3 separate regions of the Sus scrofa genome follow, and regions 1 and 3 are each linked to region 2. A link is a contact called in public Hi-C and HiChIP or PLAC-seq data. All regions are on one chromosome and are shown on one strand. Each heading gives the region's core, a stretch centred on a gene start, on an enhancer-like site or on the middle of the called end of the contact. The rest is flanking DNA. Distances are from core to core; before and after follow the strand shown.

Region 1 (2,700 bases), core at 139-2,638, 75 kb after region 2:
GGAAGTGAGTTGAAACTTGCATAAGTCTTTACATTTGCCACTAAGTGACGCATTTAGTGTCACCTCTGCCAACCCAGAGACCTTATTTCAGTTACTTAGAAGTAAGTTTTGATCCAGTGAAGACCCAACCAAGGAAGAGTCGCTGTGGCCCCCAGGTCTCCACCAAGAACTTGCACACTCAGCTGCTTAAGTCAGTGGATCTTTTGGGGTCATAGATACCCTTTGAGAAGCAGAAACATATGGATCCTTTCCCTAGAAAAATGCACTGTGACTCAGAAATTTGCCCACGATTTCAGAGAGTTCAAGGACTCCAGATTTAGAAAACTGTGAGCTATGGTAGTACCACGCTAGAAGGGAAGTGTGGGCATGGAGGAGCCTTGATTCCTCTCTTTCCTTTGGCTAAGCGACAGAGCCTTCCTGGCCCCGTCAGCTCTCTGCCACCATGGCCCAGTGTCCTCCCTTCCCCGGGCCCTGATGGAGCATCGGCTTGCCTGCGATTTTGAGGTGGAATAGTCGGGCCAGGGGGTTGGGAGGGCTCTGTTGACAAGGGTCGGCCTGTTTATGTTGTTTGGGTGAGTCGAGCCTTGAATGGTCTGCTAGCCAGGTCCCTCGGGTGAGCAGGAAGCAGCCGTGACCCTCCAGGTTTGGAGAAGAGAGGCCAGCAGCCAACTTGAAGCTCACTCAGCCTCCTCCCCCTTTTGGAACATGATGGAAGGCTTGAGTTCCTGGGCGGAGGCACAGGGTGTGGCTGTTGCAGCTCTTTTCCCAGAGACTGTGTCCTTCAGCAGCAGGGCTGCAGGTCCTGGCACTGTGTGACAAAGCAGGGCCCGCCTGAGCTCCCAATGGGACACTGCTTTCCCCATTAACACGTGTTCCCATCCAGACTTGGGGAGGGCAGTGCCCCACGCTCCTCTCTGGCTCTGGGAGTTCACGGGGCCTCTGCCCCGACTCCTGGTGGAGAACCGGGAGCTCCCTCTACCCACAGGAGGTTGAGGAAAGCCTTTCATTTCCATCTTCTCCCTTTGCTGGCCATGGGGGCTTTTGCAGGGCACAAACTTCAACTCCTTTTTGTTCTTAACGTCAGGCAGGCTGGGAGGTTAGGATGGAGAAAAGTGGCCATGACCCAGCAGCATCAGCAGTTTGGAGACTCCCTTCACTGCCAGTCTCAGCACCTCCCACCCTCCACCTGCCCTGAGCTGCTCCCCTGGAAAGCGCCCTGCAGGCCAGAGGGACCCTGGCAATGGAATAAGCAGGAAGGCAGCAAGATAATGCTGAACCTGCCACCACTCCTGCCAAAAGGACTTTACTCTCACCAAGTATCACAGTATCCCTGGGAAGGGCTAGTCCTTAAACCTAGTAGTGAGTATTGGTTAACAGCTAGTCTAGAGTCAGAATGGCTGGAGGAGCCTGAGCTTTGCCCTGTGACAAAGATTCCCTGTCTCCCGGTCTCCTTGAAGGCCTGCCACATGGAGAGCTCTTGGCTGGCCTTGCCCTGCCATCTCAGACTGTCACCCTCACCCGTGATAATGACTCATGTTGTGGAAAAGCGGCCCTGTGTGTGTATCTGGTACCCAGTGATGGGTTTAAAGCAAGCTGAGTTGCTGCCCAGCAGCAAATACACCCTGGGCCTTGGCCAGCTGCTCTGACACCACTTCAGAGCCCTCAGCAGCTATGGCCCCTGTGCCCATGTCAGCAAATGCTGCTGTTATTGCATGAGGCTTCTAACTCAGCCTCCACCAAGCTAGAGAACACCCAGTCCCCAGCTGAGTTTTCCCAGGAGGGTGAGAGCACACAGTGTGGGTTCCCATCTCGCTTCGGTGCCCTTTGGCTGGAAAGAAGAGGCTGGGTGGGAAGAGCGGGAAGGGGCGTGAGCTGGCCTTGCCTTTCCCCACAGGACAGGAAGGAAGCCTCTCCAGGGCCTGGTCCTGAGAGTTTTCATTCAGATCAGAGATCTGGGCACGGACGGGGTGGGGAGGGAACATTTGTTAGAAATGTTCTAGAATCTTGGAGTTGGGTGCTCAAGTGAGTAAGTAGGAAATGTGCTGCTCATCTCCCCTCTGCCTTCGCGAACCCCTGCCAAGCTTTTCTCAGGACCTCCACCCCCACCCCCCACCCCCACCCCATTCCTTCTGTTCCTCCTTGTCTTAGGTCCCGCCTCAGGCCCTTGCGGGGGCTCCGGGGAGCAGGATGGGATGGGGTGGGAGGCTAGACTGGCACAGGAGGGTCTCCGTGTTCCTCTGTCTGCATTCACTCGCCTGGCTCCATGTCCACTCCTGTTCCCATGGAAACTGGGCGTGATCCTGAAACACTGGGTATTAGGATGACAATTAGACAAAAAGGACTGGGGCAAAGGCGCACAATTTTGGCTACATTCATGGCCAAGTAGCATTGTGCAGGCTGATCGGGAGGCCAACCACCACATGAGCAACCACCAATTCAAAACTGCACATTTGAATACTGTCTCGAGACAGGTTTTGTCCATCTCAGACATCATAACCTCTTTTTTTCTCCCCTGTCTTTTTAGGGCCGCACCCACGGCATATGGAGGTTCCCAGGCTAGGGGTTGAATTGGAGCTGTAGCCGCTGGCCTACACCACAGCCACAGCAATGTGGGATCTGAGCCATGTCTGCAACCTACACCACAGCTCACAGCAATGCTGGATCCTTAATCCACTGAGCGAGGCCAGGGATTGAACCCCA
Region 2 (2,700 bases), core at 7-2,506:
TCCAGATTTCCACAACTGGAGCCCTCTCCATTTCAAACAAGGATTCCTTTTTCTTTGGGAAGGCCAAGGGGAAGCAAATGGTGATCCCAGGCAGTGATGTCTGCAACCCAGAGACTTCATCCCGATGAGGCTAACTCATGTGTGTGTGTGGAGCTGTTGCTGGTGAACACAGCATTCATCAGATATCAGAGCAAAAAAAAGGGGGGTTGTTGTTCAATTTGCGGGTTCTGGTGGAAGAGCTGACTTTCAAGTTCAGATCATGACTTCTGGGTCAGATGTATGTCTGGGACATGGGGATGGGGAGAGGAATGTGTCTGGGAGGGTGAGCAGGGCTTGATGGTGTGGGAGTCAAGTTCCAGAAGGGCAAGGGTTATAACTGGGCCTGGTGATGGCAACGAGGAAGGGTGTGTTTGCCCTTAAAGCATTTAAGCATTGTCTCATGAGTCAGAGAACAAGACCGGCTAGTTGCTTCATTCCCGCCCCGTGCCCTTCAAGTTCAGGTCTTAGTATGACCCATTCACGGAATGTTCTGAGTTTCTCAGTAGGCAGCCTCCAGCCCAGCAAGTTTCCTAAACATATATTATTGATCTTCAGAATGAAAACAACAAAAAAAAAGAGGTTATCTTTATTTGTGGCAGTTGAAGCAGAATTTCATTACAGTGATGGACTGTGAAATATATATCTGAGTGTGGCTATTGTACCACCTACATCAGAATCACCGCGGGGGAGGGATGTTGAGAAATGTATACTTTCCCCAGTTCCATTCCAGACACAGGGAATGTCTGTTAGAAATCCTGCAGGGTGAGGCGAATATCTGGGATTGCACGGGAACAGATGTGTCTGACAGCACTCTAAACCTCAAATTAGAGTCCATTTGCCAAGCGGGAGACCCTTGCTTCTCCGAGCCTCAGTTTCTTCTTCTGACAGAGGCAGGTTCTATCTCTACTTGTTGCTAGGTTGCAGGAGGAGGAAATTAATAAGTACAAAGTGCTGATAAGAGCCGGGCTGCTGGCCTGGGAGAGAAGAGAAGCTCTTACCCCTCCACTCCAGGCTCTTCCAGGTAACGCCGCCGCAGTCCCTCTCCCGGGCCTCGTGGACGGCGGCCCCTTTAACAGGCCTGACCAATCGCCCGCCCATTTCCGCGGCTGCTCCTCGGCGCGCGGGTAGGGGCTGGATTGGCCGGGCCTGGCGCGCGGCCTGCTCCGCCCCCGCCGCCCTCTGGTTGGAGGCGACGGCCGCGGGCGCGGGGCGGATCCGCCGGCGGGGCGGGGCGGCCGGTGCCCCGGGGCGGGCGGGCGGCCGGACGGCTGCGGGAGCCCGAGCCGAAGCCGGAGCCGAGGCGGCCGTGGAGTACGGGCGCCGGCGCACTACAATGAGGCAGCCAGTGGATCCAGGGTGAGCGTGCTCGGGGCCAGGCGGGGCGGTGGAGGGACCGCCCGCTGAGAAGGCCTGGGTTGGGTGGCTCCGGCTTCACTGGGTCCAGCGTGCGGCCCGGGGCTGGCGGCCGTTAGTGCGGCGGGGCGCGGGGGTCCGGCTCCTCAGGAACCCACTGTCACGGTTTGGGTGTTGACGGGGACGCCCACTCGCGACGCCCTCGGGCGCACCCTTCTTCCCTTTGGGGCGGTGTGGGGCGGTCTGGGCTTGACCCCGCTGGAGGTGTGAGCTGGCGGGTCGCTGTAGCATGCCGTCCGCTGGCTCCGGACTCGGCCCCGGCCGGGGAGGACTGCCCACATGCAAACTAAGGGAAAACGGCTTGTAATTTTATGAATGGGGCCCCGCGTTCCTGCCGCCCCCCGCGCCATCGTCGCGAAATGCCTGAAAGTCGAGAACCATAGTTACTTTTACGCGGATCCTTCAGAGGCTGGCTGCGCCTCGGGTTGTTTTTCCTCTAACTCCTGGAAATCGCGGGTGGCGGTGGGTGGTTTGCGTGCCTTAGACCTGAGGCGGCGGCGTCCCGAAAGCCGAGGGTTTGGAAGGTTAACAAGTGACATTGGGCTGAGGCCTAACGCCAGGTGCCCTGCCCGGGAGCGCGGGTGTGACGGCGTAGGCTGTGCTGCTGGCGAGCTCACGAATGCAACCGTGGGGCCGGAGATGGACTGGACCGCCGGCTTCACTTGCACCACGCACGCTGCCTAGAATGCATGGCTGACGCGGGAGTCGGTGCAGGGGAGTTTTCCCCTTTCAAAAATGGTTTTTGGAAAACTTAGCCCATCGGTGGGTTGATGGTTACTTAAACCATCGGTTGTTATGGTTACACGGCATCCAGTATAAGGGCAGAGTCTGTTTCCACCCTCGCTCTTCCTCCAAGGCTATGAAGTACTTTGTCACTAGGTTTTAATAGACGCTGCCCAAGGAGGGCATACTTTTTCAGAGTTAGAGGAAAAGCGTGGGCTCCCTGAAGGTAGGGGGAGGTGCCATATTCATGTTTGAAGTTCTAGGTCTTGACACCATGGCTTCTCTGCCCAAGAACTGAAAAGAACCAGCCTTTCCGCACGGTTTGGTGATTTTCATCAAAGGATTTAAAGGAGTCCTTTCAGGAGCCTGATGTAAGCTGGAAGGGAAACGAGTGACTTTTATGTGGAAACCAAAAAGGAACAACAGAGGGGCAGATGATCCTTGAATTCTAGGATAGGGAGTGTTTGCAGAGTCTAGGGTTGAGAGTTTTGAGCTCAGTGACACAGTGAAGCTTTTCTCATAGGA
Region 3 (2,700 bases), core at 28-2,527, 92 kb after region 2:
TGTATGCCGTGGGTGCAGCCCTAGATAAGACAAAAAGGCAAAAAGACAACAAAAAAAAGTATCAGTGATAAAATGATTCGTTCTTTGGAGTTCCCGTCGTGGCTCAACCGTTAGTGAGCCCGACTGGCATCCATGAGAATGTGGGTTCAATCCCTGGCCTTGCTCAGTGAGTTGAGGATTGTGTTGCCGTGAGCTGTGGTGTAGGTCACAGATGAGGCTCGGATCTGGCATTGCTGTGGCTCTGGAGTAGGCTGGTGGCTGCAGCTCTGATTCAACCCTTAGCCTGGGAACCTCCATATACCGTGGGTGTGGCCCTAAAAAGACAAAAAGACCCCCCCCCAAGAAAAAAAGGTGAAATGATTCACTTTTTCCTATGTGTCTGACTCCAAGCACATTTCTAAAAAGATTTTTAGCAAAGGCAGCAGAACTGGAATAAGCCCTGTAAGGTGGCTCTTTGAAAGGCTATCACACTCATCTGGAATTTGAAGGTGTGCTTTAAAAAATAGGCTTGTCATGTTCTAACACATCTTATATAAGACTGTGCAGGTGTCTTTCTCTGAAATTCATGCTGGCATCATAAGGTTGAGATCACAAAATGCATGTTTAGTTATAAAACCTGAATATCAGCCAAACATTTAGTTACCCTCCTAATGAGTAAGAATTGGGAGCTGCATAACACAGCTCCCCATGCAGAGGGAGAGGTGCCATTTGGTCAGAGTCAGAATTTCATGTCATCTGGTGTGTTTTAACTGATACAGCTTTGTCTAAATTATTAACTTCAAGCCACAAAATTGTCCTGTTCTCTGTCCCACAGAGGATTAATTCAGGAACCCAAGAGCTCACTGCAGTGCTCAGCCTTTGGCATCTTTTCCTCCAGGTCTGGAGGCTGCCAGATGACAAATACCAGTGGGGACAGAAGGGGGCGGTGGCTCTGCATGCTTCACTGTGGTCCAGGATAGTAAGGCAGCCTTCTGTGCTGTGTAGACTCCTTACCTGGCAGCACCAGGTCTGAGCTGGGGGCACGGCCATGTTAGCGATGGAGGAGTAGGGTTTCTGAGACGGTCCCGTTATCTTTGGGGCTTTACCTCCCTGACTTCTTTCATCCCAAGACCCAGGGTAGGCTTTCTTGGGAATCATCTTCTGCTCTGTACATTTCCCACAGAAGAGCTCAGTGAGGGCCGCCTAACCCTGAAAGCTCAGAAGGACACACATGAGCATCGCCTGGACTAGCCAGGCCTCTGATGCGAGGAGGAGGAGTCAGGTGCTCCCCCTCAGCCAGGGACAGGAGGCTTTTGTGTCTGCAGAGGGCGTCCCCTTTTCACGCTGCATTCAAGCGGGTTGGCTGGAGCGCTGGCTCTAGTGTTTCAGAGCCAGGATGGAGAGGATCCGGGTGTCCTGCCAGGGAGAATATTCGTGCGGTCTTCTTACAGCCGGGCTCCTGTTTCAGGCGGAGATTTCAGTACCCTCCTCCCAGTGCTGGGGCCTCTGCTGGGCCTTCAACATCGCCAGGCGTGCTCTGCCCTTGGGTGCCCTTGGCCCTTTTGGCCAGAAGATGGCTGTCCCTGTGGGCGTCTGGTAGCTCAAGGACATCACCCGAGGAAGACCCCAAAGGGAGATGAGACCTAAGCTGTGTTACCTTCCCCATCCTGGTGATTTTGTCCTCGTCAAAAATACAAGGTCCCCTCTCTGCTTAGCCACCGTTTGGTAGCTTGACAGTGTTCAAAGGCTACTCTGTCCCTTGTTCATTTCATCCCCCTTAAGTCTCTGAGCCTCAGAGATGGGCTCTGCCATCTGCCCCTCTGAAGCAAAGGCACCATCAGAGGAGGCAGCCGCCTTTTGTGTGGCTGAAGCTCAGCCAGGAACCCCACCCCCACCCCACCCAGTACCCTCACAGGGGAGCTTGATCGTTCACCACTGCAGGTGACCCAGCAGCCCCCAGGCCTCTGGAAACCAAGGATCCACCTGGAAAGACTAATGAGGGACATTGCTCTCGGGTGAAGCTTTTCATTACTTCATTTAAAAAAGGTTTTAAATTAGTTTCTCCGGAAAGTTCCTGAGTCCTCATATCAGTTGCTCCCTCGAGTCCCTTGAGATTTGTACCCTGTGGTTGTTGGCTCTTTTCTGTGACCTTCAGGAGCTGGGGCAGGCATGGGGTAAGATATGTAATCTCAGGAAGGATTCTTGAGCCAAATCTAACCTGGAGGTAACCAGGCCCAAACGCCTCATGTTGTTGAACTCAGCGAGTCAGGGGACTTGCCTGAACATCCCCGTCACCTGTGAGGTGGTCATGTCACCAACATGAGCTCTCACCTGATCCGTGCAACCATCCTTCTTTCCACTCACCCTCCCATTGGCCACGCTGCACTGTTGACGAAATCACTGCATCTTGTGTGACTGCATCACGCTCCCACCGCCTGTCTTTCTGACGCATGCGCAGAATCGAACCCTTCAGGCCCAAGTCCTCTGCGGTCCTGCCAGGGGACTCGGCGCTGAAGAGTCTCCCGGGGAGCCAGGCCAATCCGAGGACCCTTGGATTGGGCCTCTTCTGGGCGGGGTGGGTGGTGGAGAGTGATGACCGGCAGTAGTGGGGGTGGAGCGCGTGCTCTTTCTAAGCGGAGCCTGGTGCTGGGCAGCCTGCCGTGCTGACTCTGCCCTGCTCAGTTGCAGGCCCAGGGCGTTCTGTCTGGCCGACAGCGACGA

What was found. A called contact is a pair of places that touch in the nucleus more often than the background predicts. HiChIP or PLAC-seq counts read pairs in DNA pulled down with a chosen protein or histone mark.
Region 1: a Hi-C map of skeletal muscle shows a contact between it and region 2, with 2.9 times the contacts expected there. The contact joins the enhancer-like site here to the promoter of TEX2 in region 2. A contact is called at or near these places in 1 of 5 promoter capture datasets (fetal liver), 6 of 47 Hi-C or Micro-C datasets (blood, embryonic fibroblasts, fetal liver and 3 more) and 2 of 2 datasets of contacts at active chromatin or transcription factors (alveolar macrophages and skeletal muscle).
Region 3: an H3K27ac HiChIP or PLAC-seq map of skeletal muscle shows a contact between it and region 2. The contact joins the enhancer-like site here to the promoter of TEX2 in region 2. A contact is called at or near these places in 4 of 5 promoter capture datasets (fetal liver, fetal skeletal muscle, liver and 1 more), 16 of 47 Hi-C or Micro-C datasets (adipose tissue, blood, embryonic fibroblasts and 7 more) and 2 of 2 datasets of contacts at active chromatin or transcription factors (alveolar macrophages and skeletal muscle).

The regions. Positions count from the first base shown.
Region 1 is chr12:14,838,148-14,840,847 of Sscrofa11.1, forward strand. The region is part of intron 8 of TEX2 (testis-expressed protein 2); the gene reads left to right. Among named protein-coding and RNA genes, the nearest start is that of ERN1, 42 kb to the right of the region's middle. Within about 2 kb of position 1,389, at least 11 of the 83 cell types and tissues checked have an H3K27ac peak or open chromatin away from gene starts, as enhancers often do. A contact at or near this core is called in skeletal muscle, where this site is marked.
Region 2 is chr12:14,763,198-14,765,897 of Sscrofa11.1, forward strand. It overlaps TEX2 (testis-expressed protein 2), which reads left to right and starts at 1,257. Exons shown (of 15, transcript XM_021066767.1): 1 at 1,257-1,395.
Region 3 is chr12:14,854,959-14,857,658 of Sscrofa11.1, forward strand. It overlaps TEX2 (testis-expressed protein 2), which reads left to right. Exons shown (of 15, transcript XM_021066767.1): 11 at 2,662-2,700. Among named protein-coding and RNA genes, the nearest start is that of ERN1, 26 kb to the right of the region's middle. Within about 2 kb of position 1,278, at least 9 of the 83 cell types and tissues checked have an H3K27ac peak or open chromatin away from gene starts, as enhancers often do. A contact at or near this core is called in fetal liver and skeletal muscle, where this site is marked.